2 separate regions of the Mus musculus genome follow, and region 1 is linked to region 2. Evidence: chromatin contacts called from public HiChIP or PLAC-seq data. All regions are on one chromosome and are shown on one strand. The core of a region is the stretch at or near the end of the contact, and the rest is flanking DNA. Distances in the headings are between cores, read along the strand shown.

Region 1 (7,633 bases), core at 3,220-5,719, 120 kb before region 2:
TCCAACACAAATTTTAAATGAAAAACTAGGTAGACTTTTACACATCAATAACTAGGTAGAAGTTTATACCTCAATAACTACTGCCTAGGTCAAGACACAGGACCTTTATAGCACTCTAGAAGGTTTCTTTTCTTCCTTCCTTCCTCCCTTCCTTCCTTCCTTCCTTCCTTCCTTCCTTCCTTCCTGCCACACTTGAGTCTTCCTGCTATAGAGGGAATTATGCTACCAGTTAGTTATACCTATGTGGCGGTTTGAGTAGGTTTGGCCCCCATAGATTTATGTGTTTCAATGCTTGGCCATAGGGAGTGGCACTATTAGGAGGTGTGGCCTTATTGGAGTAGGTGTGGCTTTGATACACACACACACATATATATTGCTACATATAAAAATATATAATGAAAATTCTCTCTATATATGTAATTTTTTATCTGGCTTCATTTATTCAATGAAGACTCATTCATATAAGTACTTAATTCTTTGGAAGGTGTGGTTGGATGGTGTGAGGGTTTCTGTTCTTTCAAATACATATGTATGAGCAAAAGGAGCTTCCTTCTGCCACCTGAAGGCTCACTAATTAAATCTGCGGAAATAAACTAACAGAGCAGGTGTACAAGTTTATTGTGTGCTTGAGTATATCGCAAGGAAGGGAGAACTCAATAAGCTGGTGTGATTTAGAAGCTTGTATCCGCTTCTCAGGGAGAAGGACATGGACTTTATAGGTCATTTTAAAGGAAGAGAAAATTGTTTTTCAGGGGAGATAAATGACCTTCAAGGACAGAGAGCAGGTGGGGACAGATTGGCTAGGCTGGTCTTCCTTCCAGTGGTCCGGTTCAATATTCCCAGTGTCTTAGTTAGGGTTTCTATTCCTGCACAAACTTCATGACCAAGAAGTAAGTTGGGGAGGAAAGGGTTTATTCAGCTTACACTTCCATACTGCTGTTCATCACCAAGGAAGTCAGGACTGGAACTCAAAACTCAAGCAGGTCAGGAAGCAGGAGCTGTTGCAGAGGCCACGGAGGGATGTTCTTTACTGGCTTGCTTCCCCTGGCTTGCTCAGCCTGCTCTCTTATAGAACCCAAGACTGCCAGCCCAGAGATGGCACCACCCACAAGGGGCCTTTCCCCCTTGATCACTAATTGAGAAAATACCCCACAGCTGGATCTCATGGAGGCACTTCCCCAACTGAAGCTCCTTTCTCTGTGATAACCTCAGCCTGTGTGAAGTTGACACAGAAAACCAGCCAGTCCACCCAGCTTGGTGAGAAATCTAGGAAAGAAGTTGTGTGGTTGTGCGTTGTCAATATGAGCACGGCTGTGGAAAGACCCACGGGAGGGGCACAGCTTACCTGATCCTGAGATCCAAAACAGGGACAGTATACCTTGCAGGCCAAGGGCTCTGTCTGCACTTAAGACAGTTAGGAATACCTTCCTGCTTGTCCTCTGCTAAATCCTTGCAATTTAAGGTTTCCTTTTGTAATTTGTCCTGCTCAGGTTACAGTTTCTCTTGGTAGTTAAAGAATACATTCCTATTTGTCCTGTGTTAAGTCCTTGCAAGTTCCTATTTGTAATTAAGAGTAAATTCCTGAGCTAGAGAGATGACTCAGCGCTTAAGACACAGGTCCTGAGTTCAATTCCCAGCAACCACATGGTGGCTCACAACTGTCTGAAATGAGACCTGATGTCCTTTTCTGGTGTGTCTGAAGAGAACGATAGTGTACTCATATACATAAAATAAGTAAATAATTCTTTTTTTTAAAAAGATTTATTTATTATTATACCTTAAGTACACTGTAGCTGTCTTCAGACACACCAGAAGAGGGCATCAGATCTCATTACTGGTGGTTGTGAGCCACCATGTGGTTGCTGGGATTTGAACTCAGGACTTTTGGGAGAGCAGTCAGTGCTCTTTAACCGCTGTGCCATCTCCAGCCCCTGTAAATAATTCTTAAAAAAATAAAAATAAAGGATAATAAGTCCCTGCCGGGTGGTGGTACATACCTTCAATCCCAATACTCCAGAGGCAGATGGATCTCTGTGAGTTCAAGGCCAGCCTGGTGCCTGGTCTAAGGTTTACATAGTGAGTTCCAGAACAGCCAGGACTATACAGAGAAGCCCTGTATTGAAAAACCTGAAAAAAAAAGTTCCTGTTTCTTAGGTCTGATATAAACTTCAAAATATGACCTACACCAAACTTGCAGCCCCATTCACATGATTTTATCCTTACTCCTGTTCCTTCCTGTTCATTGTATTTATTTATTTATTCATGTATGTAAGTATACTGTCACTGTCTACAGACACACCAGAAATGGGCATTGGATCCCATTACAGATGGTTGTGAGCCACCATGTGGTTGCTGGGATTTGAACTCAGGACCTCTGGAAGATCAGTCAGTGCTCTTAACCACTGAGCCATTTCTCCAGCCCTCGGTCAGAGTTTTACAGCAAACACCACCACCATCCTTTCATCCTCTGTAGTTAAAACTCATTTGGCAGCCATTGTGGCTCTGGATCCCCAGAGTGATACCAAACACTTGAAAAGGAATCCCATTCGTGATAGTAGTGTAAGGTTAAGAACATGTGATGCGCTGAGCAGTGGTGGCGCACTCCTTTAATCCCAGCACTTGGGAGGCAGAGGCAGGCAGATTTCTAAGTTTGAGGCCAGCCTGGTCTACAGAGTGAGTTCCAGGATAGCCAGGGCTGTATACAGAGAAACCCTGTCTCAAAAAACAAAAACAAACAAACAAACAAAAAACACAAAAAACCAACAACACAAACCTCACTGGAAGTTTTTGGTAAGATGTTGGGAACTAGTAACTGGCTGCAATCCTCACTTCAAACAAAGCTGTCTTCAGCCACCTGGAAACCTGGCCAAGCGCTCACTGCTTGCTGCTTGGTTAAATGTTCCAGGTGATACCTACCCACCCTGACCCCAGTATCAACAAGTCTTTTCACATGAACAGTGTGTTTAATTCTCACAAGAGTGGGTATTATTGCTGTCTTCTGTCTTAGAGCTGGTAAGAGCTGGTTCTCTTGTTTGAACCTTTGGGCTAACCCCCAGGACATGTGCTTTTTTTTTTTTTTTTTTAAAGATGTATTTATGGGGCTGGTGAGATGGCTCAGCGGGTAAGAGCACCCGACTGCTCTCCCAAAGGTCCTGAGTTCAAATCCCAGCAACCACATGGTGGCTCACAACCATCCCTAACGAGATCTGACTCCCTCTTCTGGTGTGTCTGAAGACAGCTACAGTGTACTTACATATAATAAAAAAATAAATAAATAAATGAAAAAAGATGTATTTATTTTATTTATGTGAGTACACGGTTGCACCCATTAGACACAACAGAAGAGGGCACTGCATCCCAATGCAGATGGTTGTGAGCCACCATGTGGTTGCTGGGAATTGAGGGTTCAACCATCTGTAATGGGATCCGATGTCCTCTTCTGCTGTGTCTGAAGACAGCTATAGTGTACTCATATACATAACATAAATAAATAAGTAAATACCTGATGGAGATTGTTGTTGACAGTGCAGAAGGTGCTTTATTTGTATGGGGAATTGGCCTCCTGGGATGCCAGCACCCTGTAACCTCGTCACAGAGTCCATCTGGGACTCTTCCAAGTCGCTATGTCACTGTAGTCTGCGCGTGCCCCAGTCACAGTGAAATACTATAGGTCTAAGAACAAAGACTTGGGCTTTGTCCGACCTGGCTTTGGGACCCATCTCTGCCTTTTGGTTGCTTGTGTGCACTTAAGTGAGGTGTTCTTTTGAAGCTAGCTTTCTCACTCATGGAGATAAAGGAGTGGCTCTCACGGTGACCTCAGGTCACCGTGTGCTTGTGTATGCGTTTGGGGTGCCATTCACAGCATGCCCAGTGCATTTTATCAAGCACCTACTTCACAAAGCTCCTATGTGGACTGAGATGTCTCCCTTCTGGCAACTAGCTCAGATGGGCAATAAACACTAGCTGCTATTATTAGGTGTTTTGCATGCAGAAGTACTTCTGTTTGAGAATGAGGAAGGCCTTCAGGGGAGGTGCTAAGGGCTATTTGAGGGGTGCTAAGCTGGATTTGAGAGCCCGCTGGGGGAGGGGGCAGCACAGAGGAGCACTTCCTTATGAGGCTCTGGGATTAATCCTCAGCACTGAGAAGGGAGGGAGGGAAGGAGGAAAGAAGGAAGGAAGACTGTGGAAAGGTATGAGGGCCATTCTCTTAGAGGTATCAGAATTCACTTTGGCAGCAAGGAGAATAAATGTTTAAATGTTTGGGGAGAAAAGAAGGGACAGGTATCTGTGTGACCAAATGAGACAGTCGGATGCAGCTCGGCCCTGTCCTCAGGGCATTACTGGACCCCTGCCAGCAGTGGGGAATCCCAAAAGCCTCTCTGACTGGCTGCAGAAGGAAGCAGACATCTCCTGTGGAGAGAAAGGGAAGTTGCTGTCTGGTGGCGCTGGTGACTGGGGCCACACAGGCCTGAGGACAGAGATTCTGTGGGGGGGGTAATGGAGCTGGCAAAGCCACAGCCTGAAGCTAGCACAGGGCTGTCTGGCCAAGGGAGGAGCTGGGCTGCCTGCCTTCTCTTCCCTGCAAAGTCAATGAGGCTGGTTAAATGGCCTCTTTCTAGATTCTGGGAATCTGGAATGTGCCCTTCAATAGGTCATCTCTAAGGACCACAGGGCTCTATGCCACTTCCAGAACTCTGGTCTGTGAGTGAGATGAGGTGGCACATGCCATCCTAGTGTGTGGGGAGGCAGAGACAGGGGACTCAAGATCAAGTCTAACCTGGCCAACATAACTAAACATTTTGTCGTGAGGTTCCACGTGACCAGTGTGTAGGGTTGTGAGAGGGACCCGAGGCAGGCTGTCTCCTTTCTGGGAACTCTAGCTGTACTCTGTGTACTCCTTCAGGTCCACCCTTGGCTCCTCTTGGCTCTAGTCTGTGTCTGGTTCTGTCAGGATGTGTCACCAACAGGCCCCTTTACCCTCTGGTTAAACTCAGCCAATGAGAGGAGAGTTTGAGGCAAGAGGTGCCAGAGGGCTTCCCCTTTCATTGCTCTTCCTTCCCAGGCTGGAATGGGCCTTGATTGACAGTCACTGGCCTTCCTGAGCAGGCCCTCTCTCCCTCAGGGATCAGGTAACCAGCTCCCCTATCCCCTCAGGCCTCAGGGTAGTGACAGTTCCTCAGCTGTTTGTAGCCTCGGGTCACCGCACCACCCCTTCTGAGTTCCCCCACACCCACCCACACTGTTGTGAATAAACCCTCTTCAAATTATTCTAATTTGAGTGCACCATCTGTTTTCAGTTGGGACCCTGACTGATACATTTGCCAAATAAGGATTCTTTTGGTTGTTAGGGAGGGAGAAAAGAAGAGGGAGGCAGAGAGAGAAATATATATATATGCCTCATATACCTGATCTTGAGCCATAAACTTTAGACAAGTCTATCCAACAGTTGAGGCTTGAGTTTAGGAACAAGCTCCTAGGCCAACAGAGTGTCCCCCATCCTTTGGCTCTAGTCGCCTGATTTGCTTTGTCTTCTCCTGGTGGCACAGGTTTAACATCTTTAGTGGCTTCAGAATCTGAGACAGGAGGATTACAAGTTCAAGACCAGCCTAGGCAACTGAGTAAGACTCTGTCTCAAAATAAAAAGGTAAAAAGAAAGCTGGGTGGTGGTGGAGCAGACCTTTGATTCCAGCGCTGGGCGGAGCTCTGAGTTGGAGGCCAGCCTGGTCTACAGAGCGAGTTTCAGGACAGCCAGGACTACACAGAGAAACAGTGTCTCAGGAAAACCAAAAAGAAAATGTGAAAAGAGGGCTGGGGCTCAGCTCAGTGATAGATAGCAAGCATCGGGTTCTGAGTTTGATTCCCAGTAACCCCCCCCCCCAAAAAAAAAGCAAACCAAACTAAACTTCCAGGCTTCTCATCTATTTGGCAGGAGTCCCAAGTCCATTTCCAAACTGATTAAGATAAAGCTGAAAGGTGCTGGAGAGATGGCTCAGCAGTTAAGAGGATCTGGGTTTAATTCTCAACACCCACATAGTGGTTCACAAACATCTAGAAGTCCAGTTCTAGGAGATCCAATGACCTCTTCTGGCTGCTGTGGGCACTAGGCATACCTGTGGAGCACAGACTCACATGCAGGCAAAACACCTATACACATAGAAATAATTACAACTAGGGCTGGAGAGATGGTTCAGTGGTTAAGAGCACTGACTGCTCTTCTGAAGGTTCTGAGTTCAAATCCCAGCAACCACATGGTGGCTCACAACCATCAGTAATGAGATCTGCCGCCCTCTTCTGGTGTGTCTGAAAACAGCTACAATGTACTTAGATATAATAATAAATAAATCTTAAAAAAAAAAATACAACTAAGCTGGGGGTTGTGGCACACGCCTTTAATCCCAGCACTCCGGAAGCAGAGGCAGGCAGATTTCTGAGTTCGAGGCCACCCTGGTCTACAGAGTGAGTTCCAGGACAGCCAGGGCTACAGAAAGAAACCCTGTCTTGAAAAAAACAAAACAAAACAAAATGAAACAAGATTTTTATTTGTCTTAGTTAAGGTTGCTATTGTGCTGATAGAACACCATGACCAAAGCAACTCAGGGAGGAAAAGGCAGAGACAGATGGATCTCTATGAGTGTGAGGCCAGCCTTGTCTACATAGATAAGATAGCTCTGACTCCAGGAAAGAGCTATGGAATAGAGAGATCCTGTCTCAAAAGACAAACAACATCATCAACAACAAAAAAATGTACTTTATTTTGTGTATATAAATGCTTTGCCTGCATGTGTGTGTGGTATACTATATGCATGCCTGGTACCCAGAAAGCCCAGAATAGGGTATCGGATCTCCTGGAATTGTGATCCTGAGCCAGCATGTGGGTGTTGGGAATCCTCCAGGGAACCTGGAGGAGCAGCCTGTGCTCTTAACCACTGAGCCATCTCTCCAGTCCACACAAAGGTAACGATTTCATGATTAGAATGACTGTGTCTTCTTGCAACCTGCTTTCTACTGTCCACACCCCTGACCACCAGACCTCTTTACTAGTCAAGAAAGCTGTCTTTTTTTTTTTTCTCTTAATGGTTATTAAAGAGCATCTAGGAGCCCCTGCTTTCTAGCAGATAATGTTCACACTGGCTTGCAGCCACTGGGTTTAGTCTAGGTAAAGCAAGACCATGATCTATCTGAGAGCTGGTTTCTGATCTCCTGATGCTGGCTGGCATCAGGCGCTCAGACTGCAGGGATGACAGTCAACGGGAAATCAGCCTTTGAGGATAACCTTGGCTTGTTGGAATACAGGAGTTATTTAGCTAAATGGCACTGAAATATTATTCCCACTAGAGGGCACTGGTGAGCCATTTAGCGTTTCCACCAGGCTCACGGAAACTCTTCCCTGTAAGAAAGGTTACTGCCTGAAGCAACCTCCCAGATGACTAGGCAACCAAGTAAACTCTCCTATTCCAGAAGAGTGATGATGTATCAGAGGAAATCTGGTTAAACACACTACAAGGACAACATAAGAGAAAATAAAATCAAGGTATCTAGCCCCCCTATGTAAATACCTTAGTAATATTTTTCTTTCTTTCTTTCTTTCTTTCTTTCTTTCTTTCTTTCTTTCTTTCTTTCTTTCTTTTTTTTT
Region 2 (7,630 bases), core at 220-2,719:
CCCACGCCACTAGAGTGAGCTCTCCAGCACTGCCTTGGCTAGTTCACCCAATGCCCTGCAAGGGGCAGGGTCAACTCTCCTACTCTCATGCCCTCGGGCTGGCTCACCTATCTCCATGCCACCAGGATCAGTTCTAGTGTGCTACCCAGGCAAGATGCAGGTCCTGCTCTCTTGAGTGCTGCAGCTGTTGAGGGGCGGGGCTGGCTCTCCTGCTCTACAGACCTCTGGCCAGCCTCTGGCTTAACATAGGCAGGTTTGAGGAAGGAAGGGCATCTCTCCTGTGACCACTCCACCTCTTGGCAGATGAGGGGTGGAGCTACCTCCCCACACACCCATGAGCCCCTCACTTGGTCCCCCTAACCCCATGGCCAGCTCTATTGTGCTACCCAGAGGAGGTGCAAGGCCTGCTCTTCTGATTGCCCCAGTGAGGGGCGGGACCAGGTCTGCACAACCCTTGGTCCCAGGCAGCAGCCCAGACTAGGGATCTCTGCATGGACTTTGGTGGTAATATGAGCTGTAAGCATGGACACAGACCTCTGCTGCTGCTCTCCTGGGGACACAGACATGGCCCTCAGTGTAATGTGGGCTAGAAGTTAGGTCCCCATGGCCTCAGGTAGCAGGGCAGGCTGCCGACATCAGGCAGTTCCTTTCTACTCTTTCTCTACCACATATTCGTACATTGAATGTTGTAGTGGCTCCTGTGGTGGGCGGTGTCTTTGCTGAGCTGCCTCATTGGCCCTTATTGTGGGGTTTTGAGACAGGGTCTCCAAATGTAGTTCAAGTCAGCCTTGAACTTGCAATCCTGCTTTAGTGGCCCAAGTGCTAGGATTCCAGGTGTGACTTTCTACTATGTTCCTTTAATATCAAGTTTTCATTTTTTTTATCTTTTGCTCATTTTTCTATTGGGTTGGGGATCTTTTCATTGATTAGGTGGGGCCTTTTCTGAATTGTAGAACTATTCAGCCAGGGTAGACTTTTACCCCGATCTACCCTCTTCTACCCAGGTTCAAGTTGCAGGGAGATACTCACTTCCATACTATGGCTTCTCCTGTGGATGTCAACAATCCTGCTCTCTGATAAATGAGTGGGGAGAGGGCCTGTGAGACTCCCCAGAAAAGCCTGAGCTGTGGGTGGGTGGGTGGGTATCACAACAGCTGAGCACCTCAGGCCCTGTCTCTGGAGGTCCACAGCAGATAGTGAAGAGCTGAGTGGCTACTGTTGCCCTCCAGCCAAGGTGGCCTGTTGCAGACACTTGAAGCTACAGAGAGGATCAGCCAGATGTGGGAAGTGGGTGGCCTGGATCCTAGCAGTTCCAGATGTTTGAGTGGGTGGGGCACCGGGGGAGGTAGGCGACCTGTAAGCACTGACTGCCCCACTTTGAAGTCCTGCAGCGACAATTTTCTCCTCCCACATCCCGTGACCTCTGCCAAGGTCACGGCTCAGTCCCACTTGCCTGCCCAGTGCCCGGCGCACTTCCTCAGGGGCACACAGCCCGGGTCTTCTCAAGTCATGTTCGATATCTAGTTAAGGGGTACATTTATCTCCAGTGTTCCCCGGGACCTTCCCTTTTGATTTTCAAGAACATTTTCTTCCCTCTGCCAGAGCAGTCCTTTCGAATCAAAGGCTCGGCTTTTCCAAAGCGTAGTTTCTGATGTGGGCTTCAGTGGACTGGCTGCGAAGTTCCTGAGACAATGAGAGGGGATGCTGGCTGTCTCTTTCTCTTTATCTTCTCGCAGTAAAGCTCCAGTTCTCCTTGAGGTAAAGTGGAGCCTCTGATTGACGCGAGGACGCGGGGAAAATGAAAGCCATATTATTATTATTTCAAGTTGTGTTCTTGCGGCGTTCCCGGATGTCTGTGGTACGTTTGTGTTCCTCGTGTGTTTGTCATCTTTTAACTTTATTCACAGAGTCTTCTGTCACTTGCAAGTTAACTGTTTTTAGTCAAATTTAGATGTTTTTCTTATTTTTCTTCTAGTGCTGTTCTGGGGTTTGCTTTTTACATTTAGTTCTTACAATCAAAGGGACTTTATTCGTACGGGTGTTGAGTGCGCCCGAGGTGGAATTCAAATTTTGTACTTTTTCTAATTGTATTTATTAAATAAATTCTTCATCCAGGGGTCAGAATCCTTCACTTCTGGTACATAGATGGATAGATAGAATTCATCTGGTTTTATAAGATATTTTTACTTATGGTTTGATCAGTCCCTCATTTTTCCATGTGTGTGCACGCGCGTGTGTGTGTGTGTGTGTGTGTGTGTGTGTGTGTGTTTGGAGGCCAGAGGAGGAGGTCAGATGTCCTCTATAACTCTCTGCCTTGTTTCACTTTTTTAAAAAAGATTTATTTATTTACTTATTTATTATATAAGTACACTGTGGCTGTCTTCAGACACTCCAGAAGAGGGCATCAGATCTCATTATGGGTGGTTGTAAGCCACCATGTGGTTGCTGGGATTTGAACTCAGGACCTCTGGAAGTGCTCTTAACCGCTGAGCCATCTCTCCAGCCCCTTGTTTCACTTTTTAAATTTTTTTTTTTTAAATTAAATTCTAGCAAGGCTAGCTAGCCACTTCCAGCTATCCTCCTGTCTCTGACACTTGCAGCCACTGGGGTTATAGGCACATGTGGCCAATCCTACTTCTTTGTGTATGTGTTTGAGATTCAGACTCTTATCTTCAGACCTGTATAGTGAGCGCTCTCACCTACTGGGCCATCTCTCCATCCCTGACTTCCCTCATTTTCACTAGGAAAAAAACAATGTTTTTTGAGACACGGTCTCTCTAAATAACCTTGGATGACTTGGAATTCACTACATAGACCAGGATTATCCAGGACTCACAGGGATCCCCCTGCCTCTGCCTCCTGAGGGCTTCACTCAGTGTTTTCCTTCATTGGACATGGTGGCACATGCCTGTAATCCTAGCGCTCTGGAGGCTGGAGTAGGAGATTGCTGAAGACTTTGAGTCAGGCTTATATATGAAGGGCAACATAGTGAGTCTGAGGCCAGTCTGGACTATGTAGCAAACCCTACCTCAAAACACAAAAATAGGACTGGGGAGATAGCTTAGTGAGTAAAAAGCACTTATGGGAGGGTCAGGGGCCAAATCCTCAGAGCCCAGGTGACCTAGTTATTTTCTGTTGCTGTGGTAAACACTGGGGCCAGAAGCAAGTTCAGAGGAAAGAGTTTATTTGGCTCATGAGTCGCAATCACAGCCCATCGAGGAGGGAAGCTGAGACAGGAACTCAAAGTAGGAACTTGGGGGCAGGAACTGATGCAGAGACCATGGAGGAGTGCTGCTTACTGGCTTGCTCCCTTGACTTGTTTTGTTTGTTTGTTTGTTTATAAAACTCAGGATCACTTGCCCAGGAGCAGTGCTGCCCGCTTCGAGCTGGTCTGTCCCACACCAATCACTATCAAGAAAATGTCCCTCAAGCTGGGCATGTGGCGCACTCCTTTAATCCCAGCACTTGGGAGGCAGAGGCAGGTGGATTTCTGAGTTCAAGGCTAACCTGGTCTACAAAGTGAGTTCCAGGACAGCTAAGGCTACACAGAGAAACCCTGTCTCAAAAAAACCAATCCAAACCAAACCAAACCAAACCAAAACAAAACAAAAACAAGGCCCCTCAGATATGCCCACAGACAAACTAGTGGAAGTAATTCTTCAACTTCAGTTCCCTCTTCTCAGGTGACCCTTCACTTGTTGTGTGAAGTCAACAAAACTGACCAGCACACCATCTGAATGCTACAGCGGGATGGAGATGGGAGGCGAAGCCTTGGAAGCTGGAGGGTGAATAGCTGGTGTGCACAACCCCCTAGCAACGGGCAAACAAGGCAGGTAATCTTCCAGCGACCTTGCGTGTGCACTCACACAAAAGAGTGCATACAAACATACGCGCACATACATCAGATACACAAAAATAAACAAAGCACATTTTTTTCCCTTTCTTTCAGGAGGAGTGTGGAATGGGAGTCAGTGCTTAATGGGCACTAAGTTTCCATTTGGTTGTAGAGACGATGGTGCTGATGGCTATAAGGCGTCTTGAAAGTGCTGAATGCCACCAAACTGCACAATTGAAACAGTTAAGATGGTGAATGTTGTGTGTGTTTTCCTGCCGCTGAATACTGTATTTTTTTTTTCTGGTATGTTTTATTCTTGTGTAATCAGCTTTGTGGTTTTTTTTCCCCTTCCAGATTAACTCGAGAATCAACTTGTCACATTCTATTAAAAGTCCCTTTGATATTTTTACTGCAGTTACATCAAGTTTATGGATTGCCTTGGGGAGAAGTGACATTTTTATGGTCCTGATCTTTCCCCCAGGTGGAGGCCTCCTCATTGACTGGGATCTCTTTATGTCTCTCAGTAAAGTTGTATAATTCCATTTCTATCAGTGTGTTCTTAGCTATGTGACAGTTTGAGTTGCTGCTGTGAATGGAATCTTGGGTACAGCACAGGAGCTCTGGCTCGAGTGACTCTAGTCCATCCCTGGGATACACGGCTGGCCTGCAGGGACCTAGGACAGGAAGCACACACTTTGGGAGTCATTTCACCAAGGCCCCTGTGAAGGCAGCATGTGGGTCTGCCCAAGGTTTCAGAGCAAAAGTGAGAGGAGGGTGGAGCTCAGCTGAAGGGGCTGGCAAGGTCAAGACGAGGAGGGACTTTCCAGAAGGTTCTTCTAGATCAGAGGAACCTGAACTTGTCACCAAAGGGGCCTCAGCTGAGATGGGAGCTGTTGCTTGTGTGTGGGTCTTGAGGATGTAGCTCAGGCTGCAGCATGGAGAGATCCTGATGTGCTCATTTCCTTCCTTTCTCAGAAGCCTGCTGTCCTCACCAGCAAATAAGGGTGAATTCTAAGCGTTGGCTTCACTCTCTCCGCTGGGCTGCACGTGGCAGGAACTGTGTGAGCTGAGTTCATTCTTGGGCAGAGTTCCTGCTGGCCCCCAGGGGACACAGATGCCTTTGGGCCCACAGCTTGGCAAATGTTGGGGCTGGGGCTGTGCCCCCATTGACTCTTGGGCCAGGTTCCTACCCTGGGCACAGTGTGCACCCCACGTTGAGCACAGGGTGGTTGGTGTGTGGTCAGTGCTCAGGGAAGATGACTGAGAGATTCGGGGCTTTGAGAGATGAACGAGGTATTCTACACCTTCCCCAAGGGTCCTAACTTGTGCCCCAAAGGAAATCCTTTTGTAGAATGCCATGGAGTCCTTCAAGTATCTCCTTTCATTTTCTTTCTTTCTTTCTTTCTTTCTTTCTTTCTTTCTTTCTTTCTTTCTTTCTTTCTTTCTTTCTTTCTTTCTTTCTTTCTTTCTTTCTTTCTTTCTTTTCTTATTATAAAGGCTCTTCTGTAGCCCAGGCTGGTCTCCCAACTCACCACTTAGCCAAGGGGGACCCTGAGTTTCTGAGCTTGGCAGTGTATGCAGTGCTGGGGGTCATTCATACCCAGGACTTCAAGCATGCTAGGTAAGCCGTCTACAAAATGAGCTACATCCCCAAACCTATTGAGTGTATTTCTGCAGAGGTCTGGTAGGATGGGTGTTCCCACACACACTAGATATGGAAGCATCCACAGAGTATCCACCCTAGGTGAGTTGGGACTTCAGTGTGGTAACAAAGCCTTGGACAGTCTGGGAAGATAGTCATAAAGAACATTTGGGGAAGGAAAATTTATGAGAAGGATACAGGCCAGGCATGGAGGTCCACACCTTTCATCTCAGCACTGGAGAGGCAGAGGCAAGCTATCTCTCTGATTTAAAGGCTAGCCTGGTCTACACAGTGAGTTCCAGGACAACCAGGATTATTTAGAGAGACAAAATAAATAGATAAATAAGAAATAAATAAATGAGAATGTGAAAGAAAGTCACAGCTGAAGCATAAGGGGGCTGAGAAGAGCTGAGAGGAGCATTCTGGGTTAGGGGACAGATTCACAAAAGACCTGAGGCTGGATGGAGAGCTGAACAGTAGCCAGAGTGGCTGGCCCCCCATAGCTGGTATTTCTGTAATAGTGAGTTGGAAGAACTGATACACGCCCACCGTGTTTCTGCTTCTGCTTCCCCCTCCCCAGTGCACGTCACTGTCACCTCTCCGTAGGTGGATGACAGGGTCATCCCACAAGTCAGGTAACAACAGCCCTGTGTTGCCCGAGGATTCTGTCAGCCACCCAACAGCAGCCGCCTCCATCTGTAAAATGGAAGGAAGACTGGCTGGTGAGTTGTTGGAATTTTCTGCTCTCAGTGAGGCAGGGCAGAGGACCTTGCTCAGTTAGGACGGTGCTGGCTGTCATCTGTGAGGACCTAAGGCACTGGCTGTCACTCAGGATTATCCTCAGCCCTACAGAAAAAGCTGGGCCTGGTGGTGCACACAGGGGAGGCAGAGTCAGGACGGTCCTTAGGGCTTGCAGCCCAGTGGCTGAGCCTAATCAGGGAACTCCAGTCTCAGTGAGAGACCCTGATTTCAGAAACAAGCTGCATGATTTCAGAAGAACAAGGCCTGAGGTTGACATCTGGCCTCCATGTGCCTAAGCATGTGCACACACACACACACACACACACACACACACACTCACACACACACACACACACACACACACACACTCACACACACACACACTCACACACACACACTCACACACACACACTCACACACACACACACTCACACACACACACACTCACACACACACTCACACACACACTCACACACATATACACTCAAACACACCACACACACATACTCACACACACACACACATACACACACACACACACACACACACACACTCAGATTTTATATACATTAAAAAAAGCATCTATCCGACACCTCTTTCCCTCCATTTGTCAGATGACCTCTTGGCCTGGCCACCCTCTTCCCATCTCTTTTCCCTCTGTCACCAGCCAGCTCACCCTCAACTTTGTAGCATTTAGGAAAGAACTCATTTATAGTCTTGGTCACGGGGCCCAGCACGCACTCATGCCTTCAACCAAGTCCAGGGAAGGACCTTAGACTAAGACTTAAGGTCACTGTAAAGAAGAAACTGGGCTCTTCCATCAAAGCCTAGACATGTTGTTCCTCGGCCTCCAGACTTCCAGCATACCTCAGACATTTTTCCTTTGCTTTTTTTATACCCAAACAACAGTTTGGCTGAAAATTAAGTTCTTGAGTCACACACACACACACACACACACACACACGCACACACACGCACGCACACACGCACATGCACACATACACAGGCATACACACATGCACACGCACATGCACAGGCACATGCACACACACACAGGCACACACAGGAACATGCACATGCACATGCATACACACACATACACAGGCACACACATACACACACATACGCACATGTATGCACATACATGCACACACACAGGCACACACACACATGTGCACACATAGGCATACACACATGCACATACACACACATACACAGGCACACACATACACAGGCACACACACACATGTGCACACACACACGGACACACACAGGCATACACACAGGCATACACACATGCACATGCACATGCACATACCTGCACATGCACACACACACACACACGCACGCGCACACACACACACAGAGGCACACACATGCTCATGCTCACGCACTCGACTTTATAGATGCTG

Evidence for each region. HiChIP or PLAC-seq counts read pairs in DNA pulled down with a chosen protein or histone mark.
Region 1: a contact with region 2 is called in an H3K27ac HiChIP or PLAC-seq map of the HPC-7 cell line, with 8 times the contacts expected there. The contact joins the enhancer-like site here to the promoter of E330017L17Rik in region 2. A contact is called at or near these places in 8 of 39 promoter capture datasets (the C10 cell line, cranial neural crest, embryonic stem cells and 4 more), 2 of 15 datasets of contacts at CTCF or cohesin (the NIH/3T3 cell line and large pre-B cells), 6 of 484 Hi-C or Micro-C datasets (bone marrow-derived macrophages, embryonic stem cells, morula and 1 more), 11 of 115 datasets of contacts at active chromatin or transcription factors (the HPC-7 cell line, T-cell acute lymphoblastic leukemia, bone marrow-derived macrophages and 6 more) and 1 of 9 other capture datasets (adipose tissue).

What each region holds. Positions count from the first base shown.
Region 1 is chr4:129,778,017-129,785,649 of GRCm38.p6, forward strand. No RefSeq gene overlaps it. Among named protein-coding and RNA genes, the nearest start is that of Ptp4a2, 39 kb to the right of the region's middle. Within about 2 kb of position 4,470, at least 149 of the 459 cell types and tissues checked have an H3K27ac peak or open chromatin away from gene starts, as enhancers often do. A contact at or near this core is called in the HPC-7 cell line, adipose tissue, bone marrow-derived macrophages and 3 more, where this site is marked.
Region 2 is chr4:129,904,757-129,912,386 of GRCm38.p6, forward strand. E330017L17Rik (RIKEN cDNA E330017L17 gene) reads left to right here and starts at 1,470. Exons shown (of 3, transcript NR_045190.2): 1 at 1,470-1,858; 2 at 3,684-3,833; 3 at 3,950-4,240.